2 separate regions of the Zea mays genome follow, and region 1 is linked to region 2. A link is a contact called in public Hi-C data. All regions are on one chromosome and are shown on one strand. Each heading gives the region's core, a stretch centred on a gene start, on an enhancer-like site or on the middle of the called end of the contact. The rest is flanking DNA. Distances are from core to core; before and after follow the strand shown. Region 1 holds the start of LOC100382146 (P-loop containing nucleoside triphosphate hydrolase superfamily protein). Region 2 holds the start of LOC100192014 (protein HOTHEAD).

The links. Hi-C and Micro-C count contacts between places; a contact is called where the count stands out from the background.
Region 1: a contact with region 2 is called in a Hi-C map of ear, with 3 times the contacts expected there. The contact joins the promoter of LOC100382146 here to the promoter of LOC100192014 in region 2. A contact is called at or near these places in 2 of 25 Hi-C or Micro-C datasets (ear and leaf).

The regions. Positions count from the first base shown.
Region 1 is chr7:103,883,891-103,887,321 of Zm-B73-REFERENCE-NAM-5.0, reverse strand. LOC100382146 (P-loop containing nucleoside triphosphate hydrolase superfamily protein) reads right to left here and starts at 2,048. Exons shown (of 3, transcript NM_001174906.1): 1 at 747-2,048. The coding sequence starts at 1,982.
Region 2 is chr7:103,137,327-103,141,053 of Zm-B73-REFERENCE-NAM-5.0, reverse strand. It overlaps LOC100192014 (protein HOTHEAD), which reads left to right and starts at 2,438. Exons shown (of 6, transcript NM_001137438.1): 1 at 2,438-2,640; 2 at 3,097-3,454. The coding sequence starts at 2,553.

The DNA.
Region 1 (3,431 bases), core at 799-3,298, 750 kb before region 2:
GTCCATAACGGTACTGAAGGTAGGTTTCGGTCTACATGCCGTTGCCAGCATGGCACCAACTGTGTCGCTGCGCACAAGGTGAGAGCATGAGGTTGGTTTGGCCATGAAAATAAGCAAAGATACCCTCTTCTTCCCTTCATTTCTACTCCACCATCTTGGACCACAGAAACAAAAAGAAAGGAAGAAGAGGGTCTTCTCTGGTTATTTCCATGGTACAAACCAACCTCACACGCTCCTTACATGCGCAACGACAGTCACTGCGACACTGGCGAAGCCATGTAGGCCAAAACCCACCTTCCGAACCGTTATGGACCTAAGTCGCACACTTAAGCAATGTTAGGAATTTAGGATGCCAAAAATGCATTTTGATAGTTTGTGGACCTAAGTGACATCCTCACAAGTTCAAGGGCCTACCATACATTTAACTCTTTATCTAATGATGCTCTAAACAACTTAAGATCAAATCAACAATGTTAGTCAAGCAGATCACAACCTAATAACTGAGAATTCATAAACTTCATGATTTGTCCATTACCTAGTCCAATTCAAAACCAAAGAACTGCTAAGTTCAGCTTTGCAAAAACTGCAGTAAGATATTTGAGTAGACATTTTACAGATTAAACCCAGTTGCAGCCAGATGCTGTAATTTTCACAAGGAACTTGAGAAGATGGGAAGCAGCCAGACCATTGGACATATTGACACATATCATTAGAGAATATATCAAGACCAGGAAAATAGATGCGACCTTTATTCTGTAAGTTCTGGGACTCATCTCCTTCCTCACTTGAACCAACTTCATCTCCTCGCTCGTCAGTCTAGATGTCAACTGATGCCCATGGAGAAGACCAGGAGTGTCAAACAGCTTTGCTTGAGCGCCAAGAACGCCGTCAAGCTTAATCACGTCAAGGGTCGTTCCCGGAACTGGAGCCTCCGTCAAGGTCGGTCGCCCGACTATGCCACAGCATCTGGCAATCGCATTGAGGAGCGTTGACTTGCCAACATTCCGCGCACCCACGGCCCAGACATTGCCGCGCGTCCCCGCGAGCTCGCGCACATGTTCGAGCAGGTCGCGGACGCCCCATCCGCGCGTGGCGCTAACCAAGTGCACCCCAGCGAGCCGAAGGTCGGCACCCGCACCGGCGCGAGCGCGAGAGTGCGCCCACGCATGCACATCGTCGGGGGACAGCGATGGCGTGGGGAGCAGGTCGAGCTTGGTGACCACGAGCAACGCGCGTGGGAGGTTGGCCGGGGCCCCGTGCTTCCAGTCCGCGCGATGGGCCTCGCCGGCTGCGGCAACCAATCGCGCGACGGCGCGCGGGAACGACCCATCGAAGTCAGAGGCGTCCGCCAGGAGCAGCACGAGCGACCTGGCCCCGGAAGGCGACGCGAGGCGCGGGCCGACGGCGGCAACGAAGTCGAAGTCCGGGAGGAGGCGCTCGGCGTCCGGGTGCTTGACGCGGCCGTAGTGGCGCAGTGAGTGGCATCGCGCGCACACCAAAACCTTGCCTTCTCCCTTGGCCTCCGCCATCTCAGCCGCCGCCGCGGCCGGCTTGTCGCCACCCGACGGCTGTATATCCTCCCGGAGGTGACCAGACTTGAGGGAGGCGGAGATTCGGGTGTCGTCGGCGGTGACAGGCGCGAGGCGCGCGCGGTAGTTGGGGGATTTTGCGGAGGGGAGCAAGAAGAACCCCGGGAGCTCGGGGTCCGAGGATTGCATGGCGATCCCGCATCCTGGGCAAACTTCATTGACGTGGACAGCCGGAAGGTCAGAAGATACCACCGCTGGAGGCGGTGATGTTGGCGGTGGCGTTGCCGGTGGTGAGGAGCAGAGGTGGCGGCGGAAGAGAATCGAGAAGGGTTTAGAGGTTTTGGCGGAAGCGCTGTGTTGAGGAGGGAGCGGAGGATGACGGGAGGGTGCAGGCGTGTTTGGGAGGAGGAATCGGCGAACGGCGGGGTGGAGGCGCCGCGCGCGGGATAGCATCTTGCTGTGCCGCCGCCGCTTCGTGATCGGCGGGCGGTGGGTTTCAGGTGTTCGATACGAGAGGACAGGAACCTCCAAGGTGTTCGACGTAAGTTCGAAAAGGAGCCAACATTTTGGGCTTTTGCCTTGTGATGAAGTTAACGTGGGCCGTTTACACTGGGCTTTCATTCAGTACTGCTATCATAATCGCGAATCCTTAGATCCGCGCTCGGCGGTCCTCTGACAATTTCTAGTTTTACGTGGCTCCGATATTTGTTTCGTATTGGGCTGCTTGTAAACTACCGGTCATTTGAAGATGCTTCTGCACAGACCTAATGCAGACTATGAACATGAACCCTCCCGACAGCAATAAGATACGAGAAGTCGTAGAAGTCCGCTCCCTTCTTCAGCAATCCAACACACAGAAGAACACGAGACTCATAGATGAAAACTATTTCTGTCTATTTTTATTACGAGGGTATGGATACATCTATACTACTATATTAAGGTTGCAAAGAGTAACCTATCTTCTCTGGTTCTGCCTCCCATAAATCCATATTGTGCGTCCATATACATCAAATCCACACCGTCCGTCTATCCCTGATCCGCCAACATTCCCTGTCCTCTCCCCTCCCCCCTCCTCATCCTCGTTGTTTCCTAGACCTAGCACCGCCGCCGCCATCCATGCATCCGCACTCGCTTCCTATACGAGCATTCCAAAACATCGCTGCCCACCTTCACGCGATGCCCGTGTCCCGCCTCCGATGCCCGCCCGCCTCTCTCGCCTTCGCTTCCACCATCGCCTCGCTCGTCTTCGTCTCTGCCCAAACAACATTGACACATCTGCCCCACGCGCGATGCACACGCCCCGCCTCCGATGCCCACCTCCACAACCGACGCCCGGACGACGAGGACGCGGCGGCACAGGACGACGAGTTGGTTGGCGACTTAGCAGGTTTGCCTGAACGCAGAGACCCTCTACTCTTCATCGTTCCTCCGCTCTTCGTCCACATGCTCTGGTCCAATTATGCCCATGTCTGCGGACCCAGATCTGGCGCCCGCGCCCATGGCGACGCGCATGTGAATGCTCCTCAAAGTTGTCATCGTCGACGATAGCATGTGCGGCCAGCTCCCTGTCCCTTTCAAGACCCCCAGTCTCTCTATCTCTTGTTTTGTTTTGTCTATTCGTTCATTTGCTTGCTTGGTCGCGTCGGCTCCTCACTTACCCCTTTTGTGTCTCCTTGTTCGTAGGGTCGGCAAGACCTCACTGATGAACCAATAAGTCCACACCTCTCCGATCCCTCGAATAAAATCGCAATCCCAAGGTCCTCACTGTGAGGTCCTTCCTGTTCTTCCATACCTGCTTGACACCATCAAGCTCCTTCCAGAATGACTCATAGCGACCTAGTAGGCTGAACCAACACATGGTAGCCTGAACAAACACAGCAAAGGTTAGAAACCATGAAAAGT
Region 2 (3,727 bases), core at 1,189-3,688:
CTTTTTTGTGTAAAAAAAGAGATATCAGAATTAGGGGTGGTAATGGATCGTGATCCAAATGATTTTTCATAAAATGTCAAGCCCCTAAATAAATTTTAGTTAAAAAATGAATATAAATAGAGCACGATTCTAACTCGATTCGATTCTTAAATCTTATAGCGTAAAATTTAGAGCTCATAGGTCAGATATCACAGAACACGGTGAGCACCTTTTTCTCGCGCACTTCACAATCACGGGTCGTAGTGGGCCACACGGGTCTTAGTGGGCCTTCTCGTATTTAAAAGAGCAGACACGTAAACAGGAAACAGCCCATTAAATCATACAGTTGCAACGCAGACAAAAAAAAAAGACGCCTGCGCTGCACCGTACGTTTTGGTCGCGAATAGCTGTAAAACACTCGAGGTTTCACGCTCGTCCGTTAATACCTCGCCAGGTTTCACGGATGATGCAGGAAACAGATAGAACACAAGCATAGCTGGCTGTAAAAGGGCAACGAAAAGAGAGAGAGCAGCCCAGCACGGTTAAGGCAGCTGTAAACACTCACCCGTTTCTTGCCCGTCAGTTATTGGTAGCTGCAAAACGGACGGCAGTAGTACACGGGTCGTTGGTTGCGCTTCAGTTCGGAGCTCACGCGCGCGCTCGTAGTCGTAGACATGATGCTTTCCTGGAGTAAGTACACTACTGGAAGGTGATGGTGGCGCTGCTGATGCTTAGCAGTTGAGTGGACAGGGAGAGCTCAACCCCAGTGTGCCCGACGAATCTGAATGAACGAATGAGTACACAGGCGATGATGATGATGATGATGCCCACTTGGCTCCCTAAACCAAATGAAAGCATGTAACATTCAATGCCACTTAATTGTCGTCTTCGCCACTGTCTATCAATGCAATTAGTTGTATTTAATGACAGGTTGCATTCCATGTTCGAACAACAGTACGCGCGTACCATTTCGAAGCCCAAGACATGTTAGGGATTGCCAAAAATAATACTCTACTACCAGATTAAACATTGTAGACTTTGACATTCCGTTAGTGTCAAAATGTGCACATGTTTAGAGTTAGAAAGAAAGACGGCGCCGTTAGATCCATATTCAGATGTCTTTTTTTGTTAGATATTGGTTTTATAGTGTTATAGAGTAGAAAGATAAAACTGAGAAAAAAAACATGACTACGAGTAAAAATGAGGACACAGCAAAACTGAGCATCAGCTTAAAAAACCTTTTTTTTTAACTCAAGAACACTCCGCGGAAACGTTTTGCTAAGCTTTTTTTTTAATAAGTGTTTTCACTCCGCTACGAGCAGAGTACATCATCCATTGAATAGCAAAGGCACTCTAACCCCCCGATAATTCTCTCCGTCTTCAACGTATCCCACCAGACTTCCTCCGCTGCATGTAACGGCTACAAGCGTCCTCTTTCGCGCAAGATGAGTAGATATGAAAAATAATATTTTATGGAGGTAGTTAAAACAAGGTTTTTATGTTGATGTTAAAACGCATGCATCCATAAATGGTTTTTTTCCCGAAAACAAGGACTCCTACAACTTGTTCGATGTGGCTTTAATCCAGCTATAGTTAGTTTCTATAGTATTTTGTCTTTACGGAATGCAGTTGCAGCAGTCCGAATATCTTACTATGATACATCCTACCGACTATAACCTAATAAAATACACCATACGAAGTTGTTTCCACTCTACCAACAGCTTCTAGAAGTCCTATAGCTTGCATGGAACTGAAATATATACATATCACTATATCAGATGACGAAGCACACGACGACCTGTGTAAGCAAACTTCCAGGGGATTTTTCCCGCGCACCTTTCTTCCCTCCTGAGAATGGTGCTCTCTTCTCTGATGTCAGGGACACGTTTTCTACACCCGGTGCTGAATGAAAACAGCACCACACGTTTCCTGCTACATACTAGTACTACTGGCATTCATGCTCTCTCTTCTCATGGGATGGCACTGGCAGTGCCATCAGACAAACAGAGCAAGCCAGGTAAAAATAAAAAACATAAAAAAATACAATATTAACCCGTTGGCCCAACCAATTGGCGAAGCCACAGGTACGGAAACCAATAAAGAAATGTCAGACTCGCAGAGAGGGAGAGAGAGAGAGATGCCTGTCATTCTTGTAAATGAGGGAGGAGGGGGCGCCACCATCGCCGCAGCTTTGTGAGGGCTGGTTGGTTGGTTGATGAAGAAGTCCATAAATCCCGGTTGTACCAGGGCAGTGCTTGCTCTGCTCCCTCAGCGAGCATTCAATGGCCCTTACTGCAGCTGGTGAGCTCCACTTCAATGCCGGCTCGGGCTCAGCCAGCACTCTCATCTGATGTGGCCTGCAAGCTTGCAATCCCTCCAACGACACACGCCGGCCGGCCGGCTACATATAAACCAGCTCCAATACAACGCCACTAGCCGGGTCGAGAGGTGGGGAGCAGAGGGTTCAAGGGAGGGGACAGGTCGAGCAGCTCACCTTTCTCTGCTCGAGAACGAGAGGAGCTCCCGTCTTTTGCTTGCTGTGCCGGGCGCTGCTGAAGGTTCAGCTCAGTCCGATGGCGTTGAGCGGCAGAGCTCTGCTCTTGTTCAAGCTGCTGCTGCTGCTGCTGGCGTGCCTGCTCTTCCTCTTGGAGCTGTCCCGAGGTACTCATGCTGATGGAAGATTCTTCTCTTGGTTTCCCAGCAGCTTCTGCTTTCTTGCTTCCTTCGTCTTCTGGCATTGCGCTTGATGTTCTTTTTTTTCCTCCATCGTTGCCTGTTTGTTGGCTTCTGCCACTACCGCTTCAGAATGCTGAAGTGGCACACCACCGCCTGTTTGTTGGTTAGCAAGAAGAGAAAATAGCAACAGATAATAAGAATAAGAAAGAAAGATACGCACCTGCCTGATATGCCATCCCCAGGTCCAGGGTGGCACGATGTCAAGAGCGCACGCAAGCTCAATTAGATCAGAAGCAAGCTTTGCTCACTCAAGAAAAAAACCCGATAGGATGAAACTGTTCATTACGTAGCTCACACTCACAGCAGGAAGAAAAAAAAAATCGAAGAATCACGCAGGCATAACATAACGGTAACAGTGCAACTGCTCGTCCTCTGTCGCAGGCAAGGAAGAAGCATTCAGCCTGAGGAACCTCCCGCCCTTCCACAAGGCCAGCAGCTACCCCGCGGGGTGCCCGACGACGTACGACTACATCATCGTCGGCGGCGGCACCGCGGGGTGCCCGCTGGCGGCGACGCTGTCGCACAGGTACAGGGTGCTGCTGCTGGAGCGCGGAGGCTCCCCGTACGGCGACCGCAACGTCTCCTACATGCAGAACTTCCACATCGGGCTCATGAACATGGCGCCGGACTCGCCGTCGCAGGCCTTCATCTCCACCGACGGCGTCATCAATGCCCGGGCGAGGGTGTTGGGCGGTGGGACCTGCATCAATGCCGGCTTCTACAGCCGGGCCAGCCCAAGGTATGCGATGCATTGGATGCATGATGTGTTCTGCACTATACTGCTGGGTGTGGGTGTGACAGCTCCCCCGAGCTGAGCTCTGCTGTGCATGACAAAACAGGGAGATTTTTACCCCAAAAAAATGAACCCACTCTTATCTTATTTATTTATTTATTACTATCATTGCCCACAATGGGCAGCATTAGATTCACACAGGAAGAACACAGGTTGGAACCAAAATCATACAGCTAGCAGCAATCTGACCAGACCAGTCACTTTCATGACTGTAGCACG